2 separate regions of the Arachis hypogaea genome follow, and region 1 is linked to region 2. Evidence: chromatin contacts called from public Hi-C data. All regions are on one chromosome and are shown on one strand. Each heading gives the region's core, a stretch centred on a gene start, on an enhancer-like site or on the middle of the called end of the contact. The rest is flanking DNA. Distances are from core to core; before and after follow the strand shown.

Region 1 (2,700 bases), core at 129-2,628, 49 kb before region 2:
TAATACTGCTGGCTGATTTTGCAGATAGATTCAGCTGCAAATATCCAACCTGAAAAGGTTGAAGACATTTGGAACTTGAGAGGAATATTAAACACTTCATGGCATAGGGTGAAAGTTCAAGCCGGTCACTCAAACTTATAAAGTAAATAAAAAAAAAAAATCTTGTCACTATGCAGCCTTGTTTTTTTTTTTTTGGCCTTCCTTCTCTCCCAACTACAAGAATGCTTGAAGGTTATTACTTCACAGCCAAAACTGAACACATTTTAGTCATGATTTGATAAAGGTCCTTATGTCTAAGGAGAACGAGTAATAACTAAATGCTTACATTTCTCTAGGATTGTCAAAATCTCGGTTTCTTTGAGTAATTATACTGTGTTTGGTTCTACTTGAGGATATCTCAAATTTGTTTTTGTTTTTATAGTAAAGTTTTGTTCCATATCATTAGAAATATTTTTACTCCTATTTTACTTTTCACAAATTCTTGGTAGTAGATGCTTCGGTTCTTGGTAATGGTAGTAGATGCTTCGGGGGTTATATGTATATATCCCCGATTCAAATTTTAGATGAAAAACCACCCCGTCTCTAGCCACCCCTCCCCTCCCCCTCCCCCCTCCAAAAAATAAAAAAATAAAAAAAATAAAAACTTTAGTATGAGATTTCTACTTAATGGAACAATTGTAATATATGAAAAAATTACACACAAAATTAGGGAAGTTTACATATTTTAGTTTTTATGTTATTGAAGATTTTGGATAAGAATATTCTCACGATCAAATTGAATGACTTTACGAAGTTTGTATTTTGAGTTTTTTTACCATCGATAATTATTTTTGTTTGTCTAGAATAAATTACGTCAATGGTATAGATGTGAATATGACCATTTGAACATGAGATCTTAATTTTTTTTCTTTTATAATGGATTTTTTTATTTATAAATAAAATAATATTTTAACAATATACGTATTACTGAGTGTATTTATGTTTTTACATTATTATTACTGAGTGTATTTATCTTAATAAATGAACAAATAATATCCGTACAAACCTGTTTTGATATCTTGAAGAACTAACTACGTCATTGATGTCCTTTTCGTTAAACTTGTTTAGAACTTTCCATAAATGCATAACATTTGGATTAACATTCTTTAACATATCATAACATGGAGTTGTCTATTGTAGGAAAAGTAGAGGCTGGTTCTTAGAGGACCTGTTTGGAATATGCTAAGATTGTGGTTGTCATTCGTGCTGTACATGAGAGTGGTATCTAAAAGGTTTACCCCAAAACTTTTGATAATACGTTAGGTGCCCCATGTGATTAAGGAAATGAATGATGATGTGGCGGCTGTTTAAAAGAGTGGTATTGTGTGGGCTAGGAATCACAGACTGGACTAGCGTTGGACATGTATAGAATCGGTAAGGCCCATGCAGTGATAAGCTCATGGCACCCCAAAAGAATCGGCCCGTCACAAAGAATGGATTAAATGTGAATTAAAAAATGAGTTTCCTTATGAATTTGAAGTTGGACAATGTTAAAATATTAATTCAATAATTAATAGAGATGGTTGTGGTTATTTTTAATTTTTATAGTCGTCGTTCTTGTTACCCGGTTACCCATTAGCGCATTAGTATTTTAAATTTTTTAATTAAACTGTTTTTAAAAATGAGTAAATAATTTAAATTTGTAGTGTTTTTTTATTAGTAATGTTGACATGTGTGAAGGATAATATATACTTTTTATAGATATAATTTATATTTTTTTTGCCTTATTTCAAAATGATTTCTATGTTTTTCATATATATTTTTAACCTATTCTGATCCTTTAAAAACCTTAAAATACTTTTTTCACGATAGGAGCGTCCTCATAATATTCTGCCATCTTTATATGTATGTAACTAAAAACAGACACTACTTTTTAGGAGGTAACACTCTTAAACAGCTAAAGACATCACATAAAGGTTAGACGTAATTTATATATCAAGGTTAGGGATAAATGTTTTGCTACGTAGATTTAAGTATTTAACAATATTTTAATCTCATTTGCTGTATTATATTTGTGGGTTCACGTGGCATGCAATGGGAGTATGCACTTGTCGAGCAAATAGAGTTTTATTTATTAAGCAAAGAACTACTTACTACATTTGTATTATTTTTTAAACGATAAAATATATTTTTTGTTCTTAAAATTTGTTAAAAATTTTAAAAATAATATTTATTTTATTTTATTTTAATTTTATTTAAAAAATTTTTAATTTATATTAAATATATATCTGACGAATAATATTTTAAAATATTTAAGATGAATTTAATAATAATTTTATAAAAATAATTTTTATTATAAATAAATTAAATATAAATATCATATATATTGTTTGATTAGTTTTAAATTTTTTAAAAATTTAAACGATCAAAAATATATTTGATATAAATAAAAATTTAAAAATAAAAATTAAACAAAATAAAATTTATAAATATTTTTAAAATTTTTGATAAATTAAAAAAATATTTTATCCTATTATATATTAGTAGAAATAGATTGGTCCCTACTCCCTACTCACCTTTGCACGTAGAAGATAAATACAAGTGTTACTTAATTACTTAGTTGGGTCAACAATCTTACAATGATTGACCTTGTTTTTTTAAATTTTATTATACAACGATTTAGGTCTACATAAGATATCAAGTCATGTGTGTCACGACTCA
Region 2 (2,700 bases), core at 154-2,653:
ATGTATCTCATTACTTCACCAAAATCAAAATCCTTTAAAAAGAATTACTCCTACCGCCCTCTACAGTATAATCATGATAATACATATTCTCTGTAATAATTCTTACGATTTAAACATGTTTACTATGTTTTTATGGAATACATAAGCATTTTTCATAGATTCTTTGAGAAATCTTACTTAAAGATCCCCTACCACTAATCAACAAAATTGGCTGGAGTCACTTTATTTAAAGTCAAATCGAATTGTTTTCTTAACAAATATTAGAAGTGAATCTTTAAGTACATTAAAATGAGTTAGTCTATTTATCTTTTTTGAACGAACATAATTTTACTTTTAAAATTAGATCCGTTTAAACTTTGAGTTAAATAGAGGAAACTTAATCAATCTAAAAGATAACGGATTAAATAGATGACTAATTTGTTTATTTTATTTATTTTTTAATCTAATATTTTCTTCAATATTTATCCTAATCCGACCTAAAGACCTAATCTACTCACTAAATTTTTTTGTTCAAAGTTTGTAGTATAAAAAGTGGCATTTTTTAAAATTTTCTTAGTCTAAAATCGAAATTTTTGTCTATTTTTTAAATAAAAATAAAAAATAAGCGAGACGATTTATATAATTTGTCGGACTAATCATATACAATTTAAGTCTATAAATAAACAAAAATTAAAGATCAATCCATGTAATTTGCAGATTGGAACGTACATTATTGAACTAGCCCTTTTAAAAATTCTTGCTCCAAATTATGGGCTTATGATTGATAGACTAAGTATAGATTCTTCATGTGACGACTTGGGTACCCTAACTAAATCAAGAAACATGAACAACATTGGACTTGAGTTGTAATTAGATTCAATGGTTGGTAGTCAAGTTTAGTTAGTTAGTTATTCTAACTTGTATACAAAGTAAACCAAACTCATGGTATAAAAGATGATGTGATTTCATTCCATCACCTTCGAAAATAAATTCAAGCTAGTAGTTTTCTCCCTTCTAATGACCCCGCTGCCAAGCCGCAACTACAATTAACAATGATTTATTGAAATTCATTTCAAATATAATGAGTACAATAATGTCTTTAACATTATACTTAAATTATTAAAAAAATAAATAGATAATATTTAATAATTTAAGACAACTCACCATGGTAACACTAAATCAGGTTACCTCTTTTATCTTTATTCTGATGACTGGTCGGTAAACGGTAAACTCTGTTCCTTTGTCCGAAAGTTAGAAATATGTCTGACCACAGATAGAGAATCTACACGCAATTTGAGGCAAATCCTGGCGACACGTCACCAGAATAAATGGTGTCCCATACGTTCCGATAAGATATTTTCAGGGGCAAAATCGGAATTTCAGACAAAAATGGATATAATAGCTGTCACTAGCTGACGATACCGTGTCATTTTCGTTCGCTTTCAAATCAAAATTTCTATTTTTCAATTTTGTTTTTATTTGTCACGTTCATCGTTTTCGTACAGAATTGGTCAATTTCGAACCCTCTCGAAAGAAAAAACTAGGTCTATAAATAGCGCTTCAATTTTCGATCCTTCTCATATCAGGGGAGAAAAAGCGATTTGTTCGAAGGTTCGAATTGGAGCACAGAAAAAAAAAGTTTTAAGAAATCCGTCGTTGATCGATTGTTAACGCCGATCACCGTCGCCGTTCGGGGTTGTTGTTTTCTGTCAAATTCTGTTGCTGATTCCTTGAATTTCAATTATTTCATCTGTGTTTACTCCTCTGTCACTTGTTTTGTGTATTATTTGCGTTATTTTCTGTAGGTAACGTGCATGTGTTTCTTTTCTCTCTCTAATTTTTGTATGCTGTTCTGTTTGAGGTTCTGATTCTAAATAATGCGAGTCGTGAATTCTGTGAAATTTTAGATTTTTAGCTGTTGCTTGTGTTGGCTGTGACATGATCAACTTTATTTAGCTGACTACCATGTTGTGCTCTGCGGTTAAGATATTCGTTTATGATCTTAGAAGCTATTACTTTTACTTAGTGAGATGGAGAGTGACATTTTTTAGTGATAGTCAATGACGTAATTCTATAGGGTATTACGTTTGGAATAAGCACCTTCAACATTGAGAAAGGAGAGGAACATTAAGGGAAGTTTGAGCTTTAAAGGCTTATTTATAAGAAGTATATGTGTTTAAATTATTCAGGTTAAGATAGTTGGGAATCTTATATAAAGAATAGGGATATATGTGAGACAGTGAAAGGTTGAGAGGTTAACAATTTAGGAGAATCAACTTGGATGAGTGATTTGGCATGTTCTGTTCCGTTTGGAAATGCCCAAATCGTGGTTTGGGCTCAAGGCTTTGCTCTGACCATGGTTTTGGAGTTTCAGACGGAAATCCGAACATGTTTTGTTAGTTTAGAAAGCTTCGATGAAGAAGTTTTTTGCAGGGAAATGCAGTTTGCAAGAAAGTGAAGCACCCAGTTGCAGATACTAGGACTTGCAGGGACACTGGTAGTTATTATTTTGAAGGGGAGAGTGGCGATTAGATCTTTTGTTGCTTTAGCCATGTCCTACCTATGCGTTACCTCGCGGATTGTAATCTGCTGTGAGATGCAGCTTGAAGCCTTATAGCCGTGTCCTTATACTTATGCTACCTTATGGTTCGTTATATGCTACACGAGTTTGATGCAGCCTGAAGCCAGTTTTGATGATGTGAAGTTTGTAACTGGAGCTCT

Evidence for each region. Hi-C and Micro-C count contacts between places; a contact is called where the count stands out from the background.
Region 1: a Hi-C map of an unstated tissue shows a contact between it and region 2, with 3 times the contacts expected there. The contact joins the enhancer-like site here to the promoter of LOC112755510 in region 2. A contact is called at or near these places in 2 of 8 Hi-C or Micro-C datasets (leaf and an unstated tissue).

Annotation. Positions count from the first base shown.
Region 1 is chr16:143,611,324-143,614,023 of arahy.Tifrunner.gnm2.J5K5, reverse strand. It overlaps LOC112755511 (sulfite oxidase), which reads left to right. Exons shown (of 13, transcript XM_072221411.1): 13 at 25-385. The coding sequence ends at 141. Among protein-coding and RNA genes, the nearest start is that of LOC112755511, 7.6 kb to the left of the region's middle. Within about 2 kb of position 1,378, at least 3 of the 3 cell types and tissues checked have open chromatin away from gene starts, as enhancers often do.
Region 2 is chr16:143,562,649-143,565,348 of arahy.Tifrunner.gnm2.J5K5, reverse strand. LOC112755510 (probable E3 ubiquitin-protein ligase RZFP34) reads left to right here and starts at 1,403. Exons shown (of 12, transcript XM_025803658.3): 1 at 1,403-2,700.